2 separate regions of the Zea mays genome follow, and region 2 is linked to region 1. A link is a contact called in public Hi-C data. All regions are on one chromosome and are shown on one strand. The core of a region is the stretch at or near the end of the contact, and the rest is flanking DNA. Distances in the headings are between cores, read along the strand shown. Region 1 has its middle 110 kb from the start of LOC100216809. Region 2 overlaps LOC100193937.

Region 1 (5,623 bases), core at 56-2,555:
TTTGGAGCCAATTTGTGACTGATCTAGTGAAGTTAAGACCGGGGTCACTGTGACATAGTTGAATACTATATATAGGTGTGCAACTTTGTCATAGTGAAGGTGGGTATGTTGTTGTTTGGAAAAGGGAATAAAAATGCCTCAAAGTTGCACTATCAGTCAGCTGGAATTGGTATTCAACATGAACAGTAACTGAACAAGATTCTAGGTTCAGTGCACCCGCCGCCGGTGTCCTTGCACTGTGATCCGTGCCCGGCGCGGTGATTCATGCATAGGTAAGGACGAGTAACACACAATGAAGGAAAAGATCGTCGCTGGGGGTTGCATTTGGGTTTGGCACTGGCATGGCCATCGCATCATTGGCCGGTGTCGTGGCCGAGATACCGTCGTCGTGATCCACGGTACCTGTGGTTGTGCCACATGATGGGTCGTTTTACCACGTCGTCGTGACCATGGCAAGCCATGGTTTACCGCCCCTGATCCAGTATACCATCACGCACCACAGTGATCGTGTCCCGGTGAAATATCCCGTCACCGGCGTCCACACTCTCGTCCAAAATTCGCGAGTAACCAGGCTGACCCCTTTAAATTGGATGTTCCCTTGGCTTCGCCTCCTTGTTACGTGTTCAGCCCACCGCTCACTACTCTAATTCGTCCACCAGAGCGTGAGTTCACTGGAATTCCCTGGAAACAGTCAACGTCACCGCCGAGTTGAGCTTCGCCATGGTCAGCCTTTCTTGAGTTGGTTCATATGCCCCTCTGGTCCCCATTTTAGAACACCTCTGGCCTCTAGACGCTCATAGTCTCGACCATTTGAACGCTACTGCAGCACAACTCTAGGAACGTCGTGTCGCCGCCTGGGAACACCGTCGTGGACACCCTTCACATCGACCGGCACTGCTGCGCTTTCTTCGCTCAAAAATCGCGCAAGCACCTTAATCTTGGTGAGACATTGATGCTCTCCCCGCTCTTCAATTGAGTGCTACCATACTGTGTGCGCATGTGCGGACTCACCGGAGCTCTGACTCCGCCGTCGTCGTGGGAAGGCATGACTTAGGGGCTGACCTGCCAAAGTAACCTAGGGCATATGCTCCGGTAGTCTCTGGGGTGTTGTACGGGTACTCGCTACCGTCGAGGAGGGTCGTCGACAGCGAGTTCTGGTGGTTCCGCCAGGTGTTCGACCGGGGTCGAGCGCGGGGGCATGGTTTTGCGAAGAGGAAGAATAAAAGGGGGTCGAGCGTAAGGACAGAGAGATAGTGGAATAGTGACTAGGGTCTAGATTAGTTGTTTGAAACGCCAGGGGGTTCTGTGCAAGATCACCATTGTGGGCGCGCACGCTCTTCTACCGTCCGTGGGCCGTCTCGAGCTGGATTCAGCCTAATCCTGTTCACGAGTTTCCTTTTTCTTTTTTACTGATAGCTTGTGAAATCCACTAAAACAGTAGAAAATGGTAAAACCATGGGACCAATTTTACTAGACTCATAAAATTAGATTTTTATGCAAAGCCTATTAGAATTTTAGAAATATATTAGGAGTTTCAAAAATCATGAAAACTTTTGGGTAGACTTGATATGTTTGTTCTAGCCCTTGGGTGAAATTTGAACTTGTTTGGCCACTGTTTAACCAGGAAACCAGATATAGTCCAAAGAAATAACCCCTTTTAATACAAAACGAAACTAGAAATTAATTTTATAAGTGAAATTAAGAATAGTAAACTTGCTATAACTTGTTAACCTAAGAAGATTAGTTGAGTTAATCTTAGAAGATTATCTAGCTAGGAAGCTCTGATGGCTAATAAACTCTGTGCAGGAAAGTTGTATTCAAGAGAGTGTTTTCTAATTCTTGTTTATAGACATGCATGTTCATGGCATAACATAAGCATCCATATATGTATTATTGCGTATAGAACATGAAGAAGATTCTATAGTAGAAGAAGTTGTCCCTCCGACTGAGAACCCTCTTGTGGAGAATAATTTCTATTTTGACATCTGTTGTGAAGAAGCAGCTACTCCTACAACACAAGTCAAGCCCCGGTGCATTTTCCATTCCCTTGTATTTAAAGTTTTATCACCTTAGAATGATGCATTAGGTGATAGGAGTTGTGTGATAAACTACTGATGCATTTCCTTCCTTGAGAAATCGAGTACCATTCTGTGTTACCTGATTTACTCAAACAAGTTTTAATGATGCTTAGCTTTTCTTAGAAAACAAAATGTTTTGTTTTAAAAGGGTGATGCTTCACACTGGAATGGGAATATTTACAAAGAAAACTCATGATGGTGAATCCATCTTTAACACCCTGAATTTGGGGGTATAAAATTTCTTCTCTAATATCTACCAAATTCAGGTGTTACCTCTTTTCTCCTCTCTATAGATTTCTTTCTCTTCATTTTAATAGAGTTTTATTTATTTATTTGGATATGTATTAATACTTTAGTATATTAAACCCTAGAGGAGACATGAAATGTTGCATCATGCTGAGCTTAAAGCTTGTTTTTGGTTTATGTCCATGTTTGAAATATTCAAGTTTGAATTTTTCCTTTGGTTGGATTTGAATTCAATAGAAGAAACAAAAATAAAAGGAATTAGAAATTCAGATTTAAAAAGAAAAGCCAAAGTAGCCGAAACCCCCTGTCCCTCGGCCTTTCGGCCCAGTCAGCCCAGCTCGCCAGCGCCCCCACGCGCGCCCTCACTCTCTCTGCGCGGTGGGCCCCGCCTGTCGCCGTTGTTTCCCTCGCCTGCACGCGCCCCCTCCCACTGACCCGTGGACCCTGCCTGTCAGCCCTGTCCTCCCCAACTGACCACGCGCACGACTCACGCGCATGCCGTGGACTTCGCGCCCACGACACACGCCGAGGTTGCGACCGCCCCACCCCCGACCATTTCTAGCAGGTCGCACCCCCACTCACTATCCCCCTTCCTCATTTGCGCATCCACAGAGCTCCCACCCTCACCTCGCACCGCGCGCACGCCAGAGAAGCACCACTGCCCTCCTTTGTGGTTGCTCGTCCATTCTACCATCGTCGTTGAGGCCTAGCCATGTCCATTGCCTCGGTGAGTTTCGCCTCGACCTCTGTGACCTGGGACACCCTTCAATTCACCCCTTCCCCTCTGTTTCTCTCTATTTACGCTCACCAGACCTCCCTCCTCGCAGCAGCAGCGCTACAGTCATCGACTCGAGCCCTCGCCATGCCTCTGCCTCCGTTCAAGGGTCTCGGAGTCTTCCCTCGAAGTAACCAACCTCTCCCGCTCGTTTATTTCCCCTCCCCTGCCCTCTGTTGTGCACAATTTCTCATCAAAGTGAGACAGCGACGACGCCGAGCCATCTCGCCGCAGATCGCCACCCTCCGGAGCTTCTGCATAGGTGTCGTGCCTACCTCCATGTTTGTCACACTCCCCCCGACCTCCCTGGGGCCCTCAGCAAGCCCGCGTCATCGTCTCCGGCCGTCCTCCACCGTGCGCACGAGCAGCGCCGCCGCTTGCGGCCAGAGAGACTGGCCCGAGGTGGCTGTCAAATCCCAGGCGTTCGTCTCGGATCGGATGGCCCTGATTTAAATAGATCAAACCAATCTCGACCACCTGATCGAAATCCAACCGCCTAGATTTTTCCCTTACACGGGCCCCTACCGCTGGGCCTAGCTAGTTAGTTCCGCTGGCCCTAGGTCGCTAACCGCCCTGGCCCGCCTATCAGTGTGCGTGCGCCCACGCTTGCCCATGGGATCTGTTCTCAGCCGTCAATCTGAGATTGCATAGCCGAAAATGCCCGATACCCCTTTGCCTAGTCTTTTTGTTAAAGAGCCCCTCGGTTTCCCGAGAATCAACCCGCTGTCCTGGATTCTTGCACCTGAGTCCTTGGTTTCTTTAGGGAGAACCCAGACTTTATTTTAATCAGAGAAATGGGTATAAATTAGGGTTTTTGAATTCTAAAACTTCCAAAATTCATAACTTTTGCATATGAACTCCAAATTGGGTGGTTCAAATTGCAAAATGTTCCTTAGGATATTTTCTATCTGTTTAAATTATGTTCAACTACTGTTTCCATGTCTCAATTTTATAGTTGGTCTCTAGGTTAGTGTAAGGTTATAGGATATTTATTAAAAATAAAATAAAGATAACCCTAATGAATGTTCAAATGCCTAATTTTGTAGACCTAATCTCATTTAATGTATGATCCCATCCATGGAATAACTTTGTTTAAGTAAGTAATTTACTAGGATACACCTAGTTAGAGAACAATAGACCACTTCGCATAGTGATCTACCCCAAACCTATAATACACCTCCGTGTCTTTACCTTTCTATTAAACCTGTGTTTGCTCGGTTGCATATGTTTAGTGTACTGTTCTTTTGTCATTTTCTAAGTGTGTTGAATGAATGATTGCTTTGCGTAGACAACGAGCAGTCTGTGGTTCCCGACTATGTTGCAGGAGACTTCCCTGAGCAGCAACCTGGTGAAGGCAAGTGTCATTTGACCCATTATGTCCTACTTAATTTATAATTCATCGTCCCGCATACTATGATCAACCTAAGGATTGACTAGTGTTCTGTTTTTCCTGTCCTTGGTTATCCTTTGGGAATTGGTTACTATGATTAGTATCATGCTATTGCTTTACTTTAATCATTGAACATGATGTGAATATTTATGATACGATGATGTTATTCTAGATATGATAATGAACTTGTGCTACTTTAGGGGACTCGGGCTGTTTCCCGAGTACCTCTCCATAAGGACCGGTTCTTTGGATGACCACCCGGGAAAACAATACAACCATGAGGGTGGTATGGGACACCCTTAGCTGATTAATTAGAGAAACTTGAGGTGTAGTCGGCTTCGTCGTCGTGCCGTCAATGGGGTCCGGGCATAGTACTTGCTCTGCCGAGGCTGGGTGCCAAGGTTCTTTCGTGTTGCTTTTGTTAGTCACCCTTCTTGTGGGGAGAGGTACTATGTTTATCAAACTGGAGAAACCTAACGGGCGGCTATAACCTCTAGGGAATCTTTGTAAATGCTACGTAGTGAATCCCTGGCCATTCACCTCGGTAGTGAAGATCGGGTCTTGCAAACCTAGGCTGGGAAAGGATCACGTCTCGTGGGTAAAATGTACAACCTATATAGAGGGTTAGAAACTGGTATATCAGTCATGCTCATGGTTATGAGCAGCCTTGGGAGCTCCTTTGATTAGAGTTACTCTGGATACCTTTATGATGATGCTTAATGATGATGATTACATTTATGGTATTTGGTATTTTTCTCTTGGAGGGAGTACTATCTGGGTTAATAACTTGGGATTATTACTAAAACTTGGCTCTCTACTAGTAATAAATACCTGAGCATCTAAAAAAACTGCTTTAAACTTAACCCCACATACAACTAGTCCACTTTAGCCAAACGAGACATTTCCTGAGTACGTTGATGTGTACTCACCCTTGCTTAAAAACAACAAACCCCAGGTTGTCCCCATTGCAACCAGTGCTCAGGAGAAGATGAAGGCAACATGTAGGACTTTTAGGAGTTTTAGGACTTCGACGAGTTCTAGATTAGATTAGTGGCAAACCCCTAGTCAGCTGCCTGTGAAGGCCTTATCGTACTGCATTTCGTTCAACACTTTGATTATGACTTAAGTTAATGA
Region 2 (5,562 bases), core at 2,193-4,692, 340 kb after region 1:
AGAACCCGAGATGGAGTCGCAGCCGAGTCGGACTTGATCTCCTTCCTGTTGTGGCCGCCCTTGCTGCTCCTCCTCAACACTTTGGCCTTTCCCAAGTCCTTGCTGGTCCTCTCCAAGGTACCTAATCATTAAAACATCCATGGCCCCAAGCGTAAGCTCTAAAACACAATTGACTAGGTAGAACGTACCTGGAGATTTAGCTGTCGTGCACGAGATCGTGTTATCGGTCCATTCATTGTATGTATAGAAGTGATGTCCTCATCAATGTAGTTTCATTTTGTATCTTTTTATATCATATGAATCTTGCCTTTGCACATGTATCCTAGTAGCTAGATTGCATTTTTACTTTTGTATTTGATTATTTGTTTGCTTTGGTTATGAAGCGATCAACACAAAAAGGGAGAGATTGTAAGGAAAATGGATTGTGTCAACATAACCTTTTCTCTAATAACATTTGCTAGTGTTTATGAATATAGTTGAAAGGATGCAGCATAGACTTGGACGAAAACAACATAGTGATCAGAAGATCAACACACCTCAAAGAAAGACATTAGAAGACTCATTGACGACCTACAAAGGTCATGCAAGAGTCAATACACAAATTTAAAGAAGCCCGAATGAAGAAATAAAAAGAAACAAAGGAACATACTATAGAGCAACACTGAATGTGTTGGTGGTACATCAGATGAAGCACTGGATTAGAGTTGTGCCTATGTTGAAGAAAGTGCTAGAAAATTGAGTACATTAGACACATAGGTGTGCACCAACAACACTGAATGCCACATCGGATAGGGCACCTAGAGAGATTTGTAGCATGTATGCAGAGCTTTGCAATAGACTAGACATGTCTAGTGGTACACTAGATACCGTACCAGATAGGGTAATCAGAGAGGTTGCAAATGCAACCAAGCTAGGATACATGCACCATACATGTTTGGTGTGACACTGGTGACCACGCTAAATACCCCAAGCTCAATGGTCGATAACGGCTAGTACCAACTAGCTGATGTGTACGCAGCGGACATGTTTGATGACTGCACCGAACATGTCCGGTGACTATGTCAAACATTTCTAGTGAGTACATACATTTTTGTGTCATTTCCAATGGCTAGTTTGGACATGGGGGGCTATAGTTACGATGTCAAGTGGGCATTTGAGATGTGTGGGAGCTAAGAAACAATACTAAAGAGTTGATACTCCATTCATTTAGCTCTAGACACACAAGTACTCGCAGAATCACTCGGTGATTAGTGTAGGTGCTTTGCAAAGTGGTTAGGTTAGTTAAACTGCTATTATAACACTTGCTCTTGGTTAATCCTAGTTGATAGAAGTGAGGTTAGACACCCTAAACCCCTTGGTGTTTATGTGCACCATTGTATTGTAATGAGTGGAGCTTATAGTCTTGATAGATCACACCAACTGTGTTTGTGGTGTGGTCACCCCCATGTACTAGAGAGAACAAGGCCCATGATGTTTTAGCTAGAAGCTTGATAGTGGAGATAGCGAGAAGCATCTGAGAGAGGCTAGAATCAGAGCACCACTTGCACGTGGAGAAGGTTCAGGGCTATCTACATAGTTACCTTACTAGGAGCTTGGCCCTCTTGTGGGCTTCCCTTATATGGTACTCCAACGAGGATAAGTAAGAAACTTGCACACTTCTTGATACCTTGATAAAAGTATCGACCCGTTAATGGGAGTTTGTATCTCTATCATTTTGACCTTCCGCGTTTATATTGTTACCTTTGGTTGTGTGCTTTATCTTATTAGCTTAAATATAGACTAGTGGATAGGTTTGGAATCTTGCAAAACTTTTTGTGGTAGAGATAACAACCCTTAGTCAAAACCTTAGTTGCACATATGAACTCATGGTTATCCGCATAGGTTTTGATTAAGGAAAATAGAGGTCATAGATTAGTGCGAGAAATAGATTGCCTAATTGAACCGCTTCTCTTAGACGTTATCATTCCCTTTAGAGGGTTAGGCTAGAAAGATCTATTGCACTAGATTAGTGCATTGGACAAATAATAGTCTTAGAGGGTGAAGTATGATTATGAGAGAGCGACAACCAATTATACTCTTTTAGATTTGTGCTTATACATAGAATTTGTAATTGACTTTAGAGCTAGAAAAACGCTCGAAGCTCGCGAGCCGGCTCGGAGTCACTCAGGCTCGACTCGGAGGGACTCACAAGCCTGAGCGAGCCCGAGCTGATCCTACTTTTATGGCTCGCTCAAACAACGAGCTAAGCCAAGCCTGAGCGAGCCCGAGCTAACTCGCGAGCCGGCCTAATGATTGTTATAGTGAACGTACTAACCAATTCAAACTAAAAGCTTAAGTTAATAGGAGAAGATAACCAGTTACTCCATTTTTTGTGTTACTTTAGTAGATTTTACTCTGTTTATCCTTTAGTTTAATTCAGTTTGAATTTCGTTGTATTCTGTAATGTAAATAGAACGAAATTTATTATGTAAAATGAGATTTCAATAAAATACACTTCAACACCTCCACTAACGTGCAGCCAGAGAGAAAGTCGTAAACGTGGAAATAAATATGTGGAGGCACAAGCCTATGCTAGGATTCAAACTCAAGACCTCTATCTTTGGTACCATGTTGTAGTGGACGCACTAATCTGTTCAACCCAAAATCTTAAGCTGATGAGAGAAGATAGTCAATCTATTTATACACTTCAACAATGATATGGTGTTATGTTGTTACAGTATTACATTATTATGTTATTGATTTTTTTGTCTTTTATGGAACCAATGCTAGATATACTTTAAAAGATGTTACTGGATTTTTGGTACATATTTTTTATTTTATATATAACGAAAATATAAAATTTCTGCTCTAAATGATACTTAGTGTGGTGGCTCGCGAGCCTGGATGAGCTTAAGCCGAGTTTGGTGGCTCGCTGGGCCACCAAGCCGAGCCGAGTCAGCTCGGCTCGTTATCAGCCCTAATTGCCTTCACCAGATCCTAATCTCATGTCGTGGTTGCTTCAACCTGTCATCTATGAGTTTCTGTGAGATTGTCTATCATTCTTGATATAGTTCAATCTTGTGTTGTACTCACAATATCTTTTCAGAGATCCTTGACAAGTTTCATATAAGCAGGGGTATCATATTCTAAAACAAACCTCACAATATCAAGATATATGAATTCAATATGCATGCTTGGGTCAAGAACTCTAAGCGAAGTCTGATGAGAGTCCAACTAGCTAGTGGGTGATTGAGAGATATATACATGAAAGCAGCGAGAATAGAATGTAGAATTGGTATTGATGTCCTCTTACCCAGTCAATTGAAAACCAATGATAGCCAAATGGGTCCTAGATTCTGATGTTTCTTTTTCCCCTTTAAAAACTAGGCAATTACTAAGTGTATGCAATCTAGAACTTCAGCAAGAATGTGCGTATCTCCATGGGTCCGAGTTCAACGACAAGAGCTTGACTATCAACGGGACCACCTTTCAGTGGGATGGGATCACTTTTATCGTTCCCCAATACTCTCCAGTTGAGCTTTTTCATCTCTGACTTCTTTTGATTGGCAGAAAGGTTAGTCTCAGCTAATTCCTTGATCTGCATATTAGAACAACATTTAGGCTACTATATAATTATTCTGCACAGGAATATGAATCCAAAAGGATGATTTGCAACAATAATTTTACTTACGGTTCTCTTTCCGAACACCCTTCTTAGTTCAACTTTTGCTATCACTGAATACTGAGCGTCCTCTAGATCCTGGAGACTCGACAAAAGATCAATTATTGATTCATTATTTAGGAGGAACGAAAAGAAAACACTATTCTACAGAAAACTAATACACCTGAAATAGATGGGCCAAGCGGAGTAATGTGGTGTCATCATCTAGATTCTGAAAAGTTCAATTTTTCTGTTAATGTCTTTATGTCATTAATATGGTGTGTGCCCAATACTTCGCTATGAGTTAAAAGTAAATCAAGAAAGCATTATGATACCTGCAAGGTAATAATGGCAACATTATCAGGAAGACTGTAATTCTCATCCATCGTGCTTTGTTTGGCAACATTGTAGGATTTCCAACTTGTCTCATCCTGTAATGACAAGAATGATTACCTGTGGAACCAAATAAAAGGATCATACAGACATGGTAAAAAGCGGTATACCTCATGAGTAAAAGCAAGAAGATAGGGTGAATAGACTTGTTGGCCATATGTTCTTCGCCAGTGAGCTCCATGCCCTATCTTGTCAACTTTGACATAGTATGTTCCCCTCACCTGTCATTTTTGTGAACGGAAAGTTTCAGTAACAACTGTCAAATAAACAGTTCAATGTTATTGGAAAATACAAAGACAACATCAATATTGTCACTGAATTTATACTGTGAGCCCCTTGCAACTTCCATCCAAACAAACAACTTCACCAAGTGGTTCATCAACACCTTTGTCGTCATCTCTGATTACACGCCTGATATATATTGACAACGTTTATGATTAGAGAGTTCCAGCATGTGCATAACATATGCAAAACATAATACACAGATTTGAGATTGAATTCAAGAGGTCGCAACGAATATCTTCGTAACACAATTATGCTCCAAAAAGCAGGTTCAAAATTCCTTGGTTCATTTGACATATAGTATCGTAAACCTTTCATTAGTCACTTTATAAACCTTAGCTTATGGTCTTCGTCTACAATACATATAACAACAGCATATTGAGTTATTGAAACAAAATGCAATTGTTATAGGACTGGTTGTGGGCATTTAGAATGTGTTAAAAAACTTGGTTCTAGGTAAGAGCTAACACCTAATCCTATCCATTTGGAGAATAGCTCCAAGAAAAAAAAATCCAAGAGACGACTCCATTCTTAAGATGCAGTTATAGGAAATAAAAAAGTAATATAGGACCCTTCAACTCTTCTACTTCTCTAATTTCTACCCATCATCTGCTAAAAAATGTTTACCACCATCCATGTCTAAATATGGTACCGTGTCTACGAATATTACTCAATTTTGACCCTCTTGTTTTCGTGGTTTTCAAGTGATGTGTAGGCTTTTCCTGCAAACATTAACCGATTTCTGTGAAATTCTTGAATGCTTCCAGCGTTCCAAACACTGTCATCATTCTCTCTATTGCTCTTTATTTATTCCATGCGAAAGTAAACCGGTTAGCCATGAAAATAGGGTAAAAAGATAATAAAAAGTCGGCCATGTTGGCAAAAAAAAATCTAAAACTTTGAGGACAACACTGCCAATGCACTCTGAGCCCAATGGTCAAAATCAATTGTCACTAATCTTTGGAGTGCTAGATTTAGATGGTATTAGAGTTGAGAGTTAAAACGGTCAGATTCAGACAAAAGGATCCGTTCTTTGAATTATTTCAATAAAAAATAGAATTATTTCAATAAAAAGACTTAGTTCTTTCTCTCTCTTGGAAGACATGATCCGTTCTTTGAATCTGCCTGAAACCATGCCTGGTGTTAATCTTTTACAAGATCTAGCAGGGAGTCTAGATTAGGACCAAGATTGACCCTATACGAACTATCAAGATTTTTGTACAAGATCTTGGAGCTATTTGTTTTCG

The links. A called contact is a pair of places that touch in the nucleus more often than the background predicts.
Region 2: a contact with region 1 is called in a Hi-C map of leaf, with 4 times the contacts expected there. The contact joins two enhancer-like sites. A contact is called at or near these places in 4 of 25 Hi-C or Micro-C datasets (ear, leaf and leaf mesophyll).

What each region holds. Positions count from the first base shown.
Region 1 is chr1:117,789,811-117,795,433 of Zm-B73-REFERENCE-NAM-5.0, forward strand. No RefSeq gene overlaps it. Among protein-coding and RNA genes, the nearest start is that of LOC100216809, 110 kb to the left of the region's middle. Within about 2 kb of position 1,306, at least 14 of the 20 cell types and tissues checked have an H3K27ac peak or open chromatin away from gene starts, as enhancers often do. A contact at or near this core is called in leaf, where this site is marked.
Region 2 is chr1:118,125,194-118,130,755 of Zm-B73-REFERENCE-NAM-5.0, forward strand. It overlaps LOC100193937, which reads right to left. Exons shown (of 28, transcript NM_001359353.1): 23 at 4,360-4,444; 24 at 4,144-4,254; 25 at 3,976-4,071; 26 at 3,825-3,872; 27 at 3,671-3,739; 28 at 3,195-3,577. The coding sequence ends at 3,389. Among protein-coding and RNA genes, the nearest start is that of LOC100193937, 51 kb to the right of the region's middle. Within about 2 kb of position 3,443, at least 2 of the 20 cell types and tissues checked have an H3K27ac peak or open chromatin away from gene starts, as enhancers often do. A contact at or near this core is called in leaf, where this site is marked.